Linked DNA regions of Sus scrofa: region 2 is linked to region 1. Evidence: chromatin contacts called from public Hi-C data. All regions are on one chromosome and are shown on one strand. Each heading gives the region's core, a stretch centred on a gene start, on an enhancer-like site or on the middle of the called end of the contact. The rest is flanking DNA. Distances are from core to core; before and after follow the strand shown. Region 1 overlaps NEBL (nebulette). Region 2 overlaps NEBL (nebulette).

Region 1 (6,108 bases), core at 2,139-4,638:
ACTGAGAGATTATTATATTAGTGCATCTCTAGTCAAGTGTTGCTTCTCATTTACTCGCTTAACTTCTTTTAGGTTTATGACCCAAAAAAGAGGAAGAAAAAACAGTAAGATGAAAGAAATGTTTCTCTATTCTGAAGTAAGAGTGGCGCACCCGCTGTCCAAAACAATGATAATAATTTGAATTACAAACCCATGAAAGGACTAGCAACAAATGCTTACATAAATAAATGCTAAGGGGAAACCGCCTCTCCAACACCCATCTGTTTCTTTACTCCTTTAAAATGGTTGGAGAATGACCGGGCTGTGCCACTGGCTGCTAAAAGGATTGCTGTAACAGAGAGGTGGTTTTTCTTCTTCCATCCCCCAAAAGTAACAAGACCTAGGAATAGCTCCATTGTTAACCACGAACCGGGTCTCACCTGGTTACAACTGCGATCTGCGATGTTACGCCCGAATGGCAGTGAGTTTACATAACCACCTATCGTACTAAGGAGAAGAGGCAGCAGGAGCTGTTTTATCCTGTGAACCCAGTCCTTCTGGGAGATGATGTGGCTCCCGGAAGAGAAGGATTCTGCCCCTGCTCTCCAGCACGGACTGCCTGCAGAGGGTAACCTTTATTTTCTTTAAACCCGAGCTTCAGTAGTTGTCCACTAAGTCATGTCGCCTGAATGACATAGGTTTTACTCAGCCTAGGGCATCATCTGCTTAAATCACCAGCCCACTTAAATAGAAGCATCCTAAGAAAATACCTGCAAATCATTTATCTGACAAGGGGTTGGTATCCAGAATAACACAGAACTTCAACAACAAAATAACAAGAAACCCAATTTAAAAATGAGCAAAGGACTCAAACGGACATTTCTCAGGATGAAATCTACAAATGGCCACTAAGCACATGAACGGATGCTCAATATCGCTAATCATTAGAGAAATGCAAACGAAAACCACAATAAGATACCACTCCCCACACATTAGGGTGGCTGTTATAAAAAGTAATAATAATACTAACAAGTGTTGGCAAGGATGTGGAGAAACTGGAATTCTTATGATTTGCTGATGGGAGTATAACATGGTGCTGTGGAAAAAATGAAACATGGAATTACCATATGACCTAGCAATCCCAATTCTGGGTATAAACCTAAAAGAACTGAAAGCAGGGACGCCAACAGATATTTGTACATCCACGTTCATAGCATCATTATCTACAATACCCAGAAGGTGGAAACAACTCAAGTGCCCACTGATGGGTGAATAAATAAACAAAATGTGGTATATACAATCCATGGGATACTATCCAGCCTTTAAAAGGAAGGATATCTGACACATGCCAAAACATAGATGAATCTTGAAAACATTATGCTAAGTGATTTAAGCCAGTCACAAAAGGACAAATATTATATTTCACATACATGAGGCACCTAGAGTGATCAATTCGAGGAGACGGAAAGTAGAACAGTGGTTGCCGATGGCCAGGCAGAGAGGAGGAGCAGGAGTTTAATGGGTACACGGTTTCTGTTTGAGAAGATTATAAAGTTCTACAGACGGATGGTGGTGCTGACTGCACCGCAATGTGAACATATTTAACGCACAGAACTGTACACTTAAAATGATGAAATAGTAAATGTTATTACTTTATCACAACAAAAAATGATGTATTCAAACAAAAGCCACCCAAACCCAAAATGGTAACACACATTACAAGTTTTAAATGAAGATTGTTAAGAGTCCACCTGACTTTTTGTTCTAAACAGTACAGAAAAATCATGCTTCATCTACCTTTCTTTCTTTAAAAAAGGGGGGGGTGGATAAAAGCTTCCTCCTTTACTCATTTCCTTCATATTTGCTGCACAGTAAGTGACGTTTCAAATTGCTCTTGATAATAAAAATAAAACCACTGTCATGTTCGTAGTTAGAATTCAGCTGATGTTCTGCTGGTTCCATTCACCTCCTTTGTCTTCTGTGCCCACTTCCATCTGATTCATGAATCCCTCCCACCCATACACCCAGAAGGTGGGAAGAAATCTGTCTCCTCTGGGATTTTGCCTCTTAGACACAAGAGGACTGACAAACCTTTTAGCAGCCCACTCTATGGGCTCCCCAACACCATTCATGACCCCAAGAAAGTGCTTTAGCTCTTCGGAAAACAATACTACACACAGGCAAAATACCAAGTAAAATGAATACTGCAGAGTCAAGGTCATGCTGGAGACACTGAGAGACTGACTCTAGAACACTGGCTATCAACCTAGTTACCATTCTGGAAACCAGGAGTGGAAAGGAGGGCAGATATAGAAAATGTGTTCCATGGGTGGGGAAAAAAAGACAAGTAATGGGAAAAGCAGCAATGAAGGCTGGAAGCTTATCTCACATTTTGCATCTAAAAGTAGACCTAAAAATGAACACAGCAGCGTAAGCAGAAATATATTCTTGTCTTAATGATAGAAGAATGGGCAAGGATGAAGTAGGTTTCTGCATAGCCTGAAAAATCTTAACATGGTGTGTTACAAAGTGTTTAACAGCAACTAAAATGTATTGATTTTTAAAAAATAACAAGTCTTCCGAATTACAATGAACACTTTCACAATCAGAAAAGCAAATCCTCTAAATAAAAAAAAGAAAAGATCACAGAGCATAGTAAATGTTTCCCTTCCTGAATACAGTTGTTTTTATTGCCTATGCTGTTTCGAATTGCCTGTAACACTGATCATCCTGGACCTTCATTCCTGGTCAACGGACCTGGACGTATTTCTCAAATCCCAACACACACAGCCCCACGCTTCTGTTTTTATAAATGACCTATATACACATATGCAAAGGTATCTCCATCCAGGACATGCTCAGTTGGGCAGGCCTTCAAGAGTTTCCATGGCTTAATACAGAAAAATCGTCTATCTATACTTTGCAACATGCCAGAGGAAGGTTCATCTCCAGATCATTCTCTCTATATCCAGCCAAGGAAAATATACTTGATCTTATTTTTAGGGAAAGAAAAAGACAGAGACAGACACCTGGAGAATGCACTGGAAGAAGCTGCTTAGAGTTCCCACTTGCCGATTAGCCTGGTGCCACTTGGTGGCACTGTTGATTCCAGTTTGCTCCCTGATCCAGGGGATGGGTGTATCATTTGATCCAACCATAATAAGCCTGTGTGGCTCTGGCTCCATGAGGAACTTTATTAAGCCCTGACAGCCTTAATAGAAACATCAGAATGTCTGATTCCTATCACTCCCAAATCTACACGGTAACTTCTAGAGTAAATGCCCTTCTCTTAGAACCTTCTCTTGCTTTTCTGCCTAGAAATCCCACCTTTCCTTCAAGGTGCTTCTCTCAGCCTACCTCTGTGAATGAAAGCTTCCCCGTGAACTCTGGCCAGTGTGTCCCATAGAGCAAGACTATCTGAGACAGTATCCTGGGCACCAGCCATGTGAAGAGACGCGTGGGCTGGGACTGGGAAAGAAAATGAGTTGGTGGAAAGGAAGCAGTACCATCTTGCAGTTTGGCTGTTTTGGTTTTTTTTTTAATACAATATAAAATGCAAGGAAAACACCACTCTGATGGACCTTCATTTATGTGATTTATTCAGTGAAGGCTTTCATTAAGAAATGAAATCACGCATGAAGAACCTGCGTGATTCTATTTAGAAACAGGAAAGGAAGGTTCATGGGGGTTAATTCCTTGCTCGGGGACAGGCAGAGTTAGAATTTGTGGGGTGACACAACAGGAGCTCTAAAAGAGCTCCTGATGCAAACACACAGAGAAGCCTATCAACTGCTACCCCAAATCTAAGGATTGAAGTGGGGCAGCTACCCCCTCAAGAAGGTCTATGGTACCTTCTTCATTCACCCACTTCCCACGCACCCAAACACATGAACATACACATTGAGCTGCACATTCATCCATTTGTTCAACTTTTTTTTCTTCCTTCAAGATTGCCAATGTTGGGAGTTCCCGCCATTGCTCAGCAGTTGGTGAACCTGACTAGCATCCATGAAGATGCAGGTGTGATCCCTGGCCTTGCTCAGGGGGCTAAGGATCCTGCAGTTACTGTGGCTGTGGTGTAGGCTGGTGGCTGCAGTTCTGATTGGACCCCTAACCTTGGAACCTCCATATGCCACAGGTGTAGCCCTAAAAAAGACAAAAAAAGAGAGAGAGAGAGATTGCCAAAGTTGTTAATTTTTTAAAGATTTCAGTCATACAAACATTTGGAGAAGCAATATACACTGAGATACGTGATCATTTTTTTGTTCTCTGAACCCCTCGGGGAGGCTCTGCCTCTGTTCTACATTCATCTTTCCTTTTCTGTATAATAGGGGATGTGACAGAAGTCTTGAACAATGACAAAATAGAATCCTCAGGGGAGGAGCTGAATGTGGGTATTTTATATCAATAATTATTATATTATTGCCTTGAACAACATGTATTACTTTCTTTAGTGATGAGAATGGTATGATATGATGTTGCAGGTGGCTCAGATCATAAATCATCACCAATGAAGGATAAAACACAAGGAGATACTTCTGGTGGCTGTGCTCTTACTATCAGCATTTAGTTTATGATGCATATAAAATATGACTGACTATAAAAGAATGATGCTAATCTTTTAACAAATACCATCACTCATATGTACAATAAAAGAATGTCATCCTTCTAAATGGGTGCTTTAAAACACTATTTATATATTCTTGAGACTGATCAAAACTCTGTGAAAATTCCTCTTTCGATATTGCCTTCATGGTCTGAAACATATACTTTTGATTCTTCACAACTGTGGTAAATGTTCATACTTTGAGGTTGGATTTCATTTTTGGAAAGAACTTGAGACATTTGGAACTAAATCTAGTACTTAAGCTGGAGAAAACTGAATCAAAAATAAGATTCATTCACTGAACTATTCAACAAATACTGCATTGGGCACTATGCAATATGAAGTTAGTTTCAACTTTTAAGGGACTCGTAGTCTAGAAGGAAGAAGACAAGCATATAAATAAACAGTTGTCATCAAAATAATATAATTTTCCCAATGACGTTTAAGCAGCTCTGATTGTTTTAAAGTAGAACTACAATAGGAGATTAACAAGGCTGGGTTTCTGGGCTGGCCTATAAAGTAGTTATAAAAGCAGTCCCAAGTTCCCACTGTAGCACAGTGGGTTAAGGATTTGAATAATGATAAAATAGACTTCTTTGACACAGCTGTGGTTTCGGTCACAGCTTCAGCTCTAATTTGATGCCTGGCCTGGGAACTTCCATATGCCACGGATGCAGCCAAAAAAAAAAAGGCAGTCCCAGAAGGTGTTCTAAACCTGCCTGAGCAATAGCAACTTCAGTGGCACGAGTATGCGACCTCCCAGCAGGGCTTCTCCAACAAAGGATGCTCGCCCAGACAGTAACATTCTAGTCTGTGCTACTTTACAATTTGATCCAGTATTAGTTTACTGTCACATCTACCAACCCCAGCAAAACTGCAGTCATGGGTTATGCTACCAAATGATAAGAAATCTTTCCATTTGTTTCCTAAGCTAGCCTAAAAATCAATGTGGCCACCATTAAAGGCAGGGGAGAGCTGCATTGCCCTGCTACAGGATGGCAGTGCCTCCCTCGGTGGAGGTGAGGGAGGGGGCAGCCGGCAGCAGTGATATGCGACTTACTGCATATGGGGAGGGATGTTAACTAAGTAAACACACAGAAGATGACAGGATCCAGGCTTCTCACACCAGAGAAAGATGTTACAAATATGGAGAAGGAGAACATTGGAAATGAAGATATTGGTGTGAATTGATAGATACAGAAATTAATGATCTTTAACTCACATATAAATATATATATTCCTAGCCCTGACAACCAAGAGGAATTGGAAGCAACAGCACCCCAAGAGCAATAAGCGTACATAATACTCTAATGTTTGGTTTCTAAATACCATTCTTCCCTAAAAGGAACCAGGGATCCTTGGAGAAACAGTTGATTCCAAGGATGGACAGGGAAACTATCAGATGAGGCTAGGACACCTTAATGTGTCAGAAACTAAGGAGATGCCCAAAGAATGACAAAATGTGTTCAAAAGGACACAGAAATTTGCTTGGGGGGGGGTCACAGTAGCCAAGCGTAGGACCA
Region 2 (6,108 bases), core at 2,134-4,633, 65 kb before region 1:
ACTCAGTATTTCCTATGATCAGACCTAGTTTAAAACATGGTTTTGAAATGTGAATCATTTATCCTTCTTTTATTGGTTTTAGAGTAAATTAAATGGCCATACTCCAATCAGTAGTAGCGTGTATATATGGGGTCTGAGCCTATTTAGAATTAGAACTGAAAAATCAGTTTAGCTCAAAAACCATGAGGACATTTACTCAACATAAATTACAATGGATAAAGCAAAGAAATATCATCAGCACAGTTCGCATAATAACCAAACCGGCTAAAATCACTGACACGTAAACAAAACGTTATTACATAATTCAAACAATTACAAGTATTTAAAAGCTCTAGGAATGATATAAACCAAACTGAGTGTCAAAGAACCACAAAAACAAATGAAACAAAAGAATAAGACATTTACCAGAAATGACGATTTTAAAAATCCAAATATAAAAATGTTATCCCATGCAGAGAACTTGGAGAATGTCAGACCGAAAGTGTCTCGGCACTGCTATAATACGGTATCGAACTCACGAAGATGTCCTTCATAATAACAACGGCACAGAGCTGGCCTGGCCTGGTAAATAACAACCCAGGCTTTAGGGTCAGAGGGTCCTGGGGCCACCTGCTGGCAAGGGTCCGCGCTTGCTGGGTGACCCCAGGTCGCCTATGAGAGCTCTCTGAGCCACAGCTTCCTCATCTGCAAAATGAGAATGGGCCTGCTGACCTCAGGAAGCTACTGTGAAGCCTGAACGAGACCTTACAAAAAGCCCTCGGCACAGGGACCGGCTCACCGTACACCCCCACAAGTATCTCATGTTGTCTCCAGTCACTCGCTCATTCACTCATCTAGAATCTACGGGGAAAACAAAGGCAAGATTTCCATCCTTGCTGGAGCTCTGACAATATGGGCATTTGGAAACCCAGGCTCTGACTGCTACAAGAACTGTGCAGCTAGAAGAGGCAGGAGGAACGGTAGCGTAATAAAAATGCTCTATCTAGGTCTCATACTTGACATCAGAATAAACAAATATATAACACAGCAGATGGCTGTGAGGAAAAATAGAAATTATAATAAAGCACACAGCAATAATACCATCTCTCTGCAGATTACATTCCAAATCCAACTGGCTTTGCTTCTAGCACTCTGCAACATGTCAACTCGGATACCCTAGAAAAGCCCAATTCCATAACTAGCCCTAATTAAGTCACTTAATTCGATCACTTCATTTTTCATGAAGTGACTCTTATCTGTCCAGTATACACATAAGGAGGATGGCAGCTGAGGTGAGATGGCAGAATGACAAGGATGGACCTGGGTCACACTCACAACAGCGTCCAGAAGCTGACAGCAAGGCCAGGCTGGCTACCTGCAACCACTGATCAAGCTGGATATTCAGGTCAGGCAAGGCCTGGGGTCAGAGCTGAATAAACAAGCCCAAGCTATCAGTGACTCTCTTTCTCATGCTGTTGTTGTAACTGTTCATTGCCACCTGCAGCGCCAAAATGGTCCCAATCCTGAAACTTCCCTTGGAGTTCTCGTTGTGGCGCAGAGGAGATGAATCTGACTAGTATCCATGAGAACGCAGGTTCAATCCCTGGCCTTGCTTGGTGGGTTAAGGATCTGGCATTGCCATGAGCTATGGGGTAAGTCACAGACACAGCTCAGATCTGGTGTTGCTACAGTGTGGTGTAGGCCAGCAGCTACAGCTCCGACTCAACCCCTAGCCTGGGAACCTCCATGTGCCTTGGGTGCGACCCTAAAAAAAAAAAAAGGTGTAAAACTGTCTCTTAGCCATACAAAAGCCATGTAGGAACCCAGGTGTGTTGGAGCAAGAAAAAGCAGGGGCCCTCTCTGAGCAAAGACTTTTCCAGTTTATTTCAACTGTCATTGATCAATTGCCTCGTGTGTGTTAGAGCCTTGAGATAAAAATAAGAACTATCAGTGATGCTGTGTTTTCCAACCTCCACAATAAATACACACCAAACGATTATATGTCCAGGATTTATACACCTGGGATTTGAAAAGTGCGAGTGTGTTGCCTGCACTCATTCAGAGACACATCTAAAGCAATGAGGTACCCACGTCCCGTGTTCTCTTACAACCTCGACTTTAACTGCCTCTGAGGCCATTAAGCTTTCACATTTATTCAAACATAAACATGAACGTTTCCCCTTCGATGTCTTTTTTCTCCCATAATAATCCGTACTCTAATTCAAAGAAATGCAATTTCATCGTTGGTTCACCAGGCTGATGTTTGAGAAAAGATCATGTGATGCAAACCATAATGACTAAGGAATAGAATGCAGACTCCACGGGCAGATGATTTCAGGCAATACAGCCATTTACTATAAAGTGCTTCCTTCCCTGATGAAAGGTTTAAGGAAATTAAGCTCTAACTGCAGCCATGAATTGTTACATTTTCGATGTCAGCCGTCCCCATCCTTGCCATTGGTGAATCTCTAACCCAGAAGGGACTCTGGCCACTAGGCAGAGGGGACCGAAGAGTGCTGTGGCCACCATGACAGATTTACGATCATTCTGCTGTGAAGTGTTGGTTTAGCCCTAGCGTGACCCTTGTGAGCGGCCACACAGGGGGCCCAGAGCTACAACTGAAGCAGGTGGTTTGACTTAGTGCTGGATGCTGCACTATAGAAAATTCTGGTTTTACTCACATCCTCCATCAAAAGCGATTTTTTTTTCTGGCCAAAGCCTATCGCCATCCCTGTCTACAAAGAGTTGCAGGACGCTGACCTCCTGCCAACCTCAGGTCTCTGAAGAGGCAGAAGCCATTTCTAAGGACACAAGTGACCCAGAGATCAGCATTTGCAAAGGAGGGAGTGAAATATCTGCAGAAAAAGATCAAGTGGCTCTAGAATCTGTTTTCATCTAAACTCTGAATATGTGGAGATGGAAAGGTCAAATACTTACGGCAGGCAGAAAAAAAAAAAGGCTCTTGAAATAAGAAAGTCATATCCCAGAATGGATCTAAGGAAGGAACAGCTTCACAGGGACACCAGGCTTTCTGGATGCTCGGCCCCTTAGGAGACGGACAAAGACCTGGAAGGAAGCTGATCCACCAAAGGGAAAGCGGGTGCAACGAAGGGGAGAGGAAGGCAGTGGTCAGACAGTCCTGCGTGTCCATGTCGGGAGCCAAGGGCAGAGGACAAGCACAGGAAGCACAGGCGAGAGGTGGCGAGCCCGCAAGGACAGGTCCCACTTGCCCTCCAGAGAGTCACAGGCACGATGGCAGAGCGGTGACGGCTGTCAGGAGAAAGCGAGTGTGAAGCCAGAGCTGGACACCAGCCCCTACCCGACCAGGGCCGGCCAGCTGCCCCAAAGCTGACACGGCCTGGCTGCCACATTCCAGGGGGAGGAGAGGGACTTGGCACGAGGAAAGACTGGCGCGAACGGAGCCGAGCAGGCGCCCGAGTCACACCCGTTCCAGGGAACGTGCTCAGAGCCGGTGTAGCAGGGCGAGCCCAGGAAGCGGCAGAGTGAAACACAGCCCACGGATTGTTCTTCCCAAAGTTTTTCCAAGTCCTGAGGGGGACATAATTCATGGTCTACCAGAGTAAATGATCTGCAGTGTAATATACGGTCTTCTCAGAGATACTCCAGGGAAACAAAAACCCAGGAAAATAACACCACTGTCAGTAATCAGGAAGTGACCAACAGCACCCCACATGACAGAAGACTGGAGAAGCTTCAAGGTCCTTGGCAAATGAACACACTCTTTCAACACTGCCTTTTTTTTTTTTTTTTTTTTTTTTCTTTTTAATAGTCATAGGCTTTGTTTCCCAATAGAAAACATGGACCGGTTTCCCTGCTCTGTTAGTTAGCAATTGGATGTACCCAGGCTCTATATCTAAACAGTTGCCTAACAACTATTTCTCAGACATGGATTGATCTAAAAACATGCACAAAAGAGAAAAATAAAGGCAGCTCTTTTTCTCTGTAGGTAGTAATCAAGGTGATTTGTTTGGTTAGTTGGGTTTTTCTATGTGTATTTTTTTTTTCTTTTCCAGAAGAAAAGCAGTACTAGCTCAGTGTAAATGCCAACTTCTAAAAAGAAGTAGGTACTTTTTAAACAAGAGGAAAATATTCCTGATGTGGGAAGGAGATTTTTTTTTATGTTGATGAAACATTGTTCCTTTAAATGGCAATTGACAATAGTCTTACTAACATGCGTCACAAAAAATTATTCCCAAACAATTATAGCAGAGCTTTGTGTGTTAGCCAGGAAAAAAAAAAAATCTTATAGAACTGAAGATTACTGGGCAAGATAAACACCAGAATTTAGTCATCCAGCTTTTATTTACCACCTACTAAATGAAAGCCTACAAAATTATCCTAACTGTAGAATATATACCACGTCAAAGATCTCTTCAATGATATTTGTATTTTATTATACAAATGAACTTCTAAAATCATAAATCCACAGACGATTTAAAAGGTGATTAATCAGGTTTGTTTCCCACCACTAGTCAGAGTTTCTTCTCTAATTTAAAATGTCTCAGATCGAACCCACCTCGACGAGGATAATACCTGCACAGATATTTTCACTCTATGGCTTTATTATGTTTCCAGCTTATCCCTAGAGTCGAATGGTCTCCCAAAGTGACTCTAAGTTTTACTTCCCTCTTTTCACAGCCACCATTCTGATCCAGCCTCTTCACTTCCTCACACTGGACGTCTTTAATTTCTCCAAGCTTTGCATTTCATAAAGTCCCTAGACCATGAGTTTTCAACTGCTTGTTCACGCCCCTGACTGGGGACCTCATCACTACTTTCCAGAGCTTCACCCTCCGGAGCACAGACTCTCCTCCTGACTGACGGCCCACACCCTTGCGGCCGGAGACAGCTTTGGGGGTGAAGCCCACGCCTTCGTCACGTCGTGCTCCTGTTCACCTGTCCCTCTGCCCTCCCACGTGCCTGCTCTCCAGCTCCTCCCCACCACTTCTTTAAAGTTTCAGTCAGTTCCTTAGGTTGGCTTCCCAGGGGGTTGCTGAAAGAAGCTTTTGTTACGGAACCATGTCATAGCAGGCACATCTGAACTCCTTTCTGAATGCGATTAGGCTTCAAAGACAGAAACTATGACTCTACCCTCGCGGTATCTGAGACAGAGCTCTGAATCCAACTCCACTCAATCAATGATTATCGATTGAGGAGGGAAGTCATGGGTTTCCAGCATCGACTCGGGCAGCATACATCCTGCTGTGGAGATAAAAGGTTCTCAGACAGGGCCTTTCTAATCACAAGAGCACTGAGGTCACTGTCTACACAGGTACAATCACATGAGGAAGGTAGGAAAAGGGTCGCTCAGGTCTGCTTTGCATACGACGTCCCCTTTGCTTCAGCTACTTTGACATTTTAGATAAAAGGACTGAGGAAGAATCCGTGTAAGGTGATAAACCTTAGGTATGTGACAAACGCTTTCAGTTCTTGATTCTATTATGAATATCTATAAATAAGCCAGAAGTAGGCCAAAGAATCAAGAATTCCAAAAAAACAAAAAACAAAAAAAAATGCATATCATATGTGCGAATTCTGGTTTCACTCCTGTTGCTACAAACAACAAAAGGCACTGTAACCTGAAATTCTCTCGAATGTGTATGTATATACTGACTCTGATATATTAAAGACATTTGACTTTGACCATCAGATTGGTGGTTTTTTTCAAGCCATTCTAGCCTTTTCCTGACCTACCTTGGTTTCTTTACATTCAGAATTCAATTGTGTATGTTTGGCGGTGACAATGTTGTCTGAAAAAGCTCCTCTTCACAAAATCTCCTCTAAAATGCAGGCATCACCAGTGAAAAAAAGCAAAAAAAAAAAAAAAAATAAAAAGCTATTTTATATTAGAAAAAAATTTGTGTGACTGTCTGCTGAGTGAAAACCTAATTTAACATTGAATTAAACATTTAATTGAATTAACGCATCCCTTCTCCTCTGTATATTCCCTTGGATCCTGAGCAATGGCATGAACTTTCAGAAGCCTGGCATCAGCACACGACGGCAAGCATCTCGCCTGACAGACGAAGGTCGATCCTGCGAAGCAGCTGTGTGAGAAACCAGTGCATGTGGACCAAGTTCTCTGGGGCAAAAGATCTAAGCTTTCCA

Evidence for each region. Hi-C and Micro-C count contacts between places; a contact is called where the count stands out from the background.
Region 2: a contact with region 1 is called in a Hi-C map of liver, with 5 times the contacts expected there. The contact joins two enhancer-like sites. A contact is called at or near these places in 3 of 47 Hi-C or Micro-C datasets (fetal heart ventricle, heart right ventricle and liver).

The regions. Positions count from the first base shown.
Region 1 is chr10:53,678,916-53,685,023 of Sscrofa11.1, reverse strand. All of the region lies in intron 2 of NEBL (nebulette), which reads right to left. Among named protein-coding and RNA genes, the nearest start is that of C10H10orf113, 34 kb to the right of the region's middle. Within about 2 kb of position 3,388, at least 5 of the 83 cell types and tissues checked have an H3K27ac peak or open chromatin away from gene starts, as enhancers often do. A contact at or near this core is called in liver, where this site is marked.
Region 2 is chr10:53,744,381-53,750,488 of Sscrofa11.1, reverse strand. The region is part of intron 3 of NEBL (nebulette); the gene reads right to left. Among named protein-coding and RNA genes, the nearest start is that of C10H10orf113, 99 kb to the right of the region's middle. Within about 2 kb of position 3,383, at least 41 of the 83 cell types and tissues checked have an H3K27ac peak or open chromatin away from gene starts, as enhancers often do. A contact at or near this core is called in liver, where this site is marked.